Regions from separate parts of the Arachis hypogaea genome. Here region 1 is linked to region 2. Evidence: chromatin contacts called from public Hi-C data. All regions are on one chromosome and are shown on one strand. Each heading gives the region's core, a stretch centred on a gene start, on an enhancer-like site or on the middle of the called end of the contact. The rest is flanking DNA. Distances are from core to core; before and after follow the strand shown. Region 1 holds the start of LOC112722614 (agamous-like MADS-box protein AGL8). Region 2 has its middle 19 kb from the start of LOC112722615.

Region 1 (4,124 bases), core at 875-3,374, 44 kb after region 2:
GGTAGATATAATTAAATAATTATATAAAATATTTTATATTACTGATTAATCAAAATTTTATATTTAAATTAATATTAGTTAATTCTCTAATTTTTTTAATACTACGTTTTCAGCAGTGATATTTTTCAACATTAATAGTATCATTATCACTGTATATAAACAGTGTTGTCCTTATTGATATTTTCAATGCAATGTTGACCTAACTATCATCATCACTGAGATGTATAATAGCAAATTAAGATGCTACTTTTTATATCCGGCGGAGTAGGTTGATTATTATATAATTAGTGTAAATAAATGGTATGGTAATTAGTATATATATTAATAAGTTTGTAATGCAGAAAGCTAATCATCAACTACTCGAAAATAATAACCATCATGTATCACGTACACTATATATTATTAAGTAATGGATAGAATATTCAAAATTTTTATAATGATGTTTGAACTTTTAATGACATATATAAACTAATTTGTCATGTTTTGTTTTTTCTTTTTTACAATTTGTTGTGACTATTTATACATCATACGTTATATTTTCCTTTATAAAAATAAGTAGGAAAATTCTGTTATTGAATGCATTTTTCTTGTTATATGGAAAAGCTCTCACATTTTACCAAAATAGATGAAGAGGGTGATGATGTACTATTACTAGTACCAGAGTATAAAAATTATTCATAGTTTCGTTTTGTTTGTTTCATTGTTTTACATAAAGCTGAGTAGCGTGCATAGTGGAGGAGGTTCAAACTATTTTACAAGTTTAATTATTTTTTTTTTAATAATCCCACTAGATAATCAACAGAAATTTAGTCATCAATAAAACAACAAATATTTTTAAACTGTACTTAATACTAATTAATTGTTATTAATTAATAATTATTTAAATTTTATTTTTAAAAATATAAAATTAATGATTATTAATTACAGTTATTTAAAATTAACTGATTAAAAATTATTTACTTATTCTTTTCTTTTTCTTCTTTAAATAGGTTAGGATTAAACTCACAACTCACAAGAATAGTTTGTTTGGCTTGTAAAGGTGTATAGCTGGTTTGGGCATGTAAAAACTAAAAAGTGTAATAACTAGAGTTTAACTTTATAGCTTTTTATGATATTTATATAAGTTTATTTATTATGTTATTTATTTGATTATATTTATATATTTTTATTTTTAATTATTTATTACTTATTTATTTTGAGTTAAGACAGTTAAACATGTTATAACCATACTAAATATATATTAAAATTAGTCATTAAAATTAATTATTAATATAAAATAATATTAAAGTATAAAATATACATTAAAATTGAATTAAATTACTGATGACTAATTTTGGTATATAAATAATATTTTAAATCTTTTAACATACTTTAAGTTTATTGCATACTTCAGATCAAACTTAGACTAACAAATTTTGTTATTGGCCTAATCTATTAAAAATTTAAATTTGGTCTAATCTAACATAGCATTTTTACCTCACAAAATCATAGTAATTTTATCAATGAATTTTGTTAGTCTTATTCTTTCCTCTAAAAATAATTAATAACACCACATCATTTTAAATTTTCAATAGATAATTTTTCTGTTAAACTATTTTTTTATTTGGAGTAAAATCTGCTAATTCATCAACATGGATACATTTTAATCCTTAATCTTAATTATATAATATAAAGACAAATTATTGAAACATCTAAATTCTGAATAGTCTGTGTCACTTAAATATGTGCCAGTACATCCATCTAATAGTGTTGATGAGATTAACAGCAGTTAACCACTGTTTTCTACGGCGGTTGGAGTTGAAGTGATGGGTAGCCTATGAATGCTTAATTTAATCTCCTTATTTTATTCAATCTAACCACATAATTAATTGATCCGCTAAGAGCTTTGTACTAACTTTACAGTGAAAGAATTGATAACGACAATCTGAGTAGCCAATCATAAATCGACAACGAATTTGACGAATCCGCTCTGGTATTGGAAAACCACCTCTCCCGTCACCATCAGCGGTTTCTTTTCTTTTTCCCAATTCCGAATTTTATTAGTAACATTCACCAATCATAATTTTTCATTTCAATTTTTTTAATTAATTAATAAAAACACCAAACCAAACCAAAACAAAACAAAAAGCAAGCAAGAGGAGTGAGGAGAGCAGAGAATTGAAAATTCAACTCACCGATTTGTGGTAAAGTCTCTCTCTCTATATATCCCTCTCTCTCTCTTCGCTGCTTCTTCAAGCGTATACAATTGAGGAAAAGAAGGTAGCTAGGTAGTGCATGCGTATGTGTATACGTATACGTAGGTAGGTACGGTGAGAGAGAGAATCGATCGAGAGAGGGAACTTGGATCGATGGGAAGGGGAAGAGTGCAGTTGAAGAGGATCGAGAACAAGATTAATAGGCAAGTCACGTTCTCAAAGAGAAGATCTGGTTTGCTGAAGAAGGCAAACGAAATCTCAGTGCTATGCGATGCCGAAGTCGCACTCATCGTCTTCTCCACCAAAGGCAAGCTCTTCGATCCCTGGTTCGTACCTTTTCATTCTCCCTCTCTCGAATCCAAAATCGCCTTTACTTAATTTTACTGCTCATAACTATACATAATATGGATCTTGATTAATTAGTGAAATGTTTAATTTCTGTGTCGAAATTACTTAATTAAGAACGCCACCGATTATGTGTTTTCATCTGTTTTACATTAAGAGTACTGTCCATATGCAGTAGTAAGAGTATATATGCTTTTACATTTCCTATTTCCTCTTATATATATGCTTTCTATGTGTAACAAACTCTGCTTTATACTTAATTAAGTTTGATTAACTTTCATATTCCTAATTAAGATAGTATTTTGTTGAACCAGATTGGGATTGGGTGCTTATTAGAGAAGCTAATAAGTTTGGCTAATAATTTGAATTTCCTCATATGGATAATAGTAATGCGTACGTAAGTTTTGAGATGAGAAGGGGGCATCTCCATCTGACATATATATATTCGCGCATACACGAACCTGAGAAAACTTCAGAAAATTGACCAAACACTGTAAGAATCGTGTAAAGACAAATTCATTTTAGAAACTGCACCACCTTTTTTATATCCAAGGATACATAGTGCACTTAATAATATATAAATAATTAAGTGATCCATATAAAATATCTATATATCACCTCTTGATATTAGTGCTGCTGCCTGTTAAATTATCTAATGAAAAATAATAGCACAGATTATGGAATATCCCAAGGGGGATTAGCAATTTATTATTACACTATCAGTATAAAAAAAAATATTAGGTAGAATCAGAATTTATTATTTTTAATTATTATTTAATTATTATTTTAATTTTTTTAGTTTAATAATTTAATTATATATTTTATTGTATATTTATAATTATTAATAATTTATTAATAGTTAAAAATAATAAATTTTAATAATTTTTTAATATTTTTTAAAAAAATTAATCATTAAAATATATATTTATACATAAATATATAATAATTAATTTAGTGATTAATTTTTTAGTGTCTACATAAATTTTTTTATTATTATTACTATTAGATAATAAGTACAAAGAGAATTTAGGCACATGAGGACGGAGCAATGGAGCATTCTAAATGAATATATCAATATACAATACATCTATCCATATAACATTAGATACTCATGTTATTAGTATTTATTGTTTTTTTCCATAGCCAGGTTTTCTTTCACCATTTCCAGGCTCAGATATTTGTTTTTGTTTTTTCATAGCCAGCTTTTCTTTCCCTATATCCTGGCTCAGATATTTAGCTTTTATACATATCCTAGTTGGGGGTATAATTGAGGGAAAGAGATTCATCTCTTTTTTAATCAAATACTGAGAATTTAAATTTCATATTGAATATGAAAAAAATATTGTTTATATATTTAAATTGGTGTTTAGTTGAGATATCATTTTAAAGTTAAAAATAGAAAAAATTGAATAAATAAAAGTTAATAAAAATATTTATTTTTAACTAAATATTTAAAATTTGACACAATTTAAATATACAAATAATATTTCTTATTATAATTTTATCTGTAAACTGACCGTTCTAAGTTCTTTGTGTAAAGAATAATTATGCGGATGCTTCTGGACTCACTTAGAACTAGATCGT
Region 2 (4,192 bases), core at 88-2,587:
CAAGAATTGAAATATGTGGATGTTACTAAGCTTGTGATGATAATGTTCCCTCAGTTGGGCTGACCATTGATTTTTCTCAAGCATCTGACACTTCATATCATTGAGGGATACATTTCTGATTTCCCTTCATCCTCGTAATTCTGCTAAATAATTCCATGATATTTTTTTTGAGATATTATAACAAGTCCCAGTTTAAAAATATCTTAAAGATATTATTTTCTGATGTTATATCCATTACAATCAAGTTTTGTTCAAACAATTAGAATCAGTTAGTTATATCAGGAATGTATATCTAATATATTTTCAAATTTTTAAAAAATTGATATTGTTACATGTAGTCTTTCTTAAAAATATCTTCTCCTAAATGTCTTTTCTTAATACTTAAAAAGTAAATAGTAAAAAATTGCACTTTGCAATTGAAAAATAAAAGAAAGAATTCATTCCTATTAATATGAGAAATGATGACATAAAATAACTTTTAGAATTTGTCTATAATATGTTTCAGGAGTATAATAATATTTTTTGAAAAATTTTATGTACTTTATATTAAAATTTAAGATTTCTAATAATTTTCGTAAAATATATTTTTTTATGATATTCTTAACTAATAGTCAATTCGCATGTCCGTTTAATTTAAATAAGTGTCGAAGATTTGAAGATTATCTTGTATATATAAGAGTCTATTAGTTAGCAATATATCCTTAAATGAAGTTAAAATCTACAAATTAACTCTAGACGACAAATCTAAAAAATATCATAGAAAAAATCCCTAATATTTTTAAGATAGATATCAATAAATTTTATTATTTTCTGATCTTCTAACTCTGAAAAAAGTTGGCTAATTTTTTTAGATATGAAAGATAATTATTGTGTATAATTCATCCTAATAGTTAATTTGTGTGTTTTTTTATATGAATTTAATTTTTTTAATTTTACCTCAAATTTAAAGAATAATAAAATTTCTAGAGAAATCAGAGAGTCAAATTTTCTAAGTTCATAAATCAAAAGGTCTAATTTGTATTGAAATAATTTGTTTTTCATTATGAAACAAATCAAAAAATCTGATTTGCATATTTAAAAAATTAATATTAAAATACAAATATAAGAGTCAATTTGTATGTTTAAAAAAATTTAAAATAAAAAATCTAGTCCTCAAATTTATATGTTAACTAAAAAAAATAAAAGTTACGACCCTTAAATTTGTACTCTCCACATAAAAAGAAAAATACATCGAGTCTTCACATTATTTTTTTTTAGTCAATACAACACAAAACACACACCCACCCCACTTCCACACCCATTGATACTCTCTTTTTCATCAAAAGAAATTCAAACCCATGTGACATTTTTAAGAGGCAAATGTATTTACTATTGGGACAAGTCTCACCACAGTCTTCACATTATTTAAAAACACCATTGAAAACCTAACACTAAAATTAAAAAGCAAAAAAGGTTTGTTCTAAACACAAACAATTGATAGGACTGTGGAACTTTTTTTTTTTTTTTTGGGTCAGAGGACTGTGGAAACTTTAAAGTCAAAAGGAAAAAGCAGCAGGCCAATATTATGGGTTCGGCCTCAGACCTTGGGGCCTTAATTAGCAATGAAATGAGTGCCTTTTGGTAAACACACCCGACAGACACACTCAAATATGTAATCCAAAAAGAATATTCTGTTCATGTCAAATATTTTTTTATGTTTTTATTTTTAATCATAATCTCCATTTTGTTTCTCTTTTTTTTTATCACATTCAGTTCCCTTCTCACCTTAAATGTCATTTCGGGATACAAATGCTATGCCTATGCTGAATTAAAAGTTTACGCGCACATGAAACGTATTGAATAAAATAATATTAAACAAACTAAAGGTTTTCACTAAAATCATAAAAAGTTATGCATTTGTAGCAAGTAGCAACATGGAGTTTGATTGAACAACAATGTTTACATTTTACAACACAAATCATTTTAATTTATTGTGTTTATATTATGTTCAGCGACGGAAGAAGACAGAGTGGGGGCAGCTGTCGTCCCCAAATAGATTGATCATTGATTAGGGATTCATCATTGAAGGTAATTATTTGAATTATATTATTTGTATTATAAATTTATTTGTAATATATTATTTTATTTTAGCGTTGAGCACGAAAACCTAAACCGGCTAAACGCGAAAGCAACAAGGCAAAGTAGGCAACAACACCCAAGACAACTACATAACAAGGGTGTTAATATTGGTTAATTTTTTTTTATTGATTAAATATATGTGTAATATATTGTTATTGGAAGATTAAGTATTTTTTTTATATAGTGTTTTATTTAAATCGGACAGTTCGATTTGTTTGAAAAAAAAATAAACTACAAATCAGAGGGTCCAATTTATTTGAAGAAAAAAATAAACTACAAATCAGATGGTCCAATTTGTATTTTTTATTTTTTTATTTTTTAAAATAAAAATCGGATGGTCCGATTTCAACATTAAAATTTTTTTTATTTTCGAAATCACAAATCGGACTGTCCGATTTGTGATTGTTTGTTTATAAAAAAAATAATATAGACAAATCGGTGCCTCCGATTTATATATCTCATACCAGTATAAAACACACATCTCTTCACAATTTTTTGTTATACACTTCTCTCTCTCACACATAAAAAATAATAAGCGTGTTAATATTTATTTATTTTTCTTTAAAATAAAGCAAAACCGATGATAAATTACACAAACTAAATCAGTCCCTATTTTTTATTTTAAAAAAGTATATTTTTTATTTTTTAGATTCACTAAAGGAATTAATAAGCACTAAGTTTGAGAATAAGGACTTACACTACCAAGTACTCTCTGTTATAATTTTTTTGGTTTAATTATTCTATTGATCTCTATAGTTTTGTGAAATTTTTAATTAGGTCCTTATACTTTTTTTTCTTTTTAATTAGATCTCTGTACCAAAATTTTTTTTAATTAGGTCCCTCTTAATAGTAATTGGTCTAATTATATAGGAACCCAATTAAAAAAAAAAATTGGTACAGACACTCAAATAAAAAAAAATATATAGACACCCAATTAAAAATAAAATTTGGTGCAAGGACTCAATTAAAAGAAAAAAACAATAGAGACCTAATTGAAAATTTTGCAAAACTATAGGACCAACAGAGTAATTAAACCAATTTTTTTAGAAGAATAAATTGTGTTTTGCTAGAATTTTTTTAGAAGAGCAAATTCTTTTTTTTTTATTGGTGACCTGTTATTGTGCTGTGACTACAAGGTGTATATATTGTATGACAGAGAAGGAGAAGATTGATGAAAGATAATGTGATGAATTTGAGAAAGACGACTGTGAGAACTTGCAGTTTAACTCAAACGATATCAAGGTAGAATTGGAGAATTGTGGAAAAAGTCTGATAGGATGGCTAATGGTAGACACTACCTTCTCAGTTGGTACTTTGGAGGTAGCCCTATGAGCAATATGGGGGAGACTTGAGGGGTTTAGGGTTATAGACCATGATGATAATATGTTTCAATTTTTTTTTAATTGAACGTGGATCATCATGGTTATTCAAAAACTTTATCATTCATCCTAGGCAATGGAAGGAAGGAATGGTAATAGAAGAGCAAGATTATTCGTATGTACCTATTTGGATTCAAATTGGGGGTCTTCCGAAACACTGTAAAACCCTAGAACTTGGACAAAAAATAGGCAAGCAACTTGGAGAGGTGTTAGAGGTTGACTTTTTCAATGTGCGAGAAAGGAAGGACGAATTGTGAAAACCAAAGTCAATATTGATGCAACACTCGTTCTGCGAAGCAAGATGAATCTAGTAGGGCCAGATGAGAAACGCTTGGAAGTGGGATTTAGGTATGAGAAGATAGGCATATACTACTTGTATTGTGGCCACGTAGGTCACGAGGAATGATAGTGTGAATGCCTACTAGAGGACATTGCGGATGGGAAGCAGAGGGAAAATCGAATCAAAGAAGAACTCAAAGCTGATCAGGTTGGATGGAAGATAGGAGGAAAAAAGAATAAGGGATCCGACTTTGCGGCTAGAGATACTGCACCTCCAAGATGACCGACTCTTGTGAGTCTACTTAAAGGATTCTCTAAACTCAACGCGAGGGAGGAGACTTCCAGAGAAAACAAAAATTTAGAATCACAAGAGAATTTAGTTGTTGAGGGAGCGCGGTATTTGAAAGGAGATCAAG

The links. A called contact is a pair of places that touch in the nucleus more often than the background predicts.
Region 1: a Hi-C map of leaf shows a contact between it and region 2, with 5 times the contacts expected there. The contact joins the promoter of LOC112722614 here to the enhancer-like site in region 2. A contact is called at or near these places in 2 of 8 Hi-C or Micro-C datasets (both in leaf).

What each region holds. Positions count from the first base shown.
Region 1 is chr11:130,188,818-130,192,941 of arahy.Tifrunner.gnm2.J5K5, forward strand. It overlaps LOC112722614 (agamous-like MADS-box protein AGL8), which reads left to right and starts at 2,125. Exons shown (of 8, transcript XM_025773708.3): 1 at 2,125-2,521. The coding sequence starts at 2,349.
Region 2 is chr11:130,145,279-130,149,470 of arahy.Tifrunner.gnm2.J5K5, forward strand. No RefSeq gene overlaps it. Among protein-coding and RNA genes, the nearest start is that of LOC112722615, 19 kb to the left of the region's middle. Within about 2 kb of position 1,338, at least 3 of the 3 cell types and tissues checked have open chromatin away from gene starts, as enhancers often do.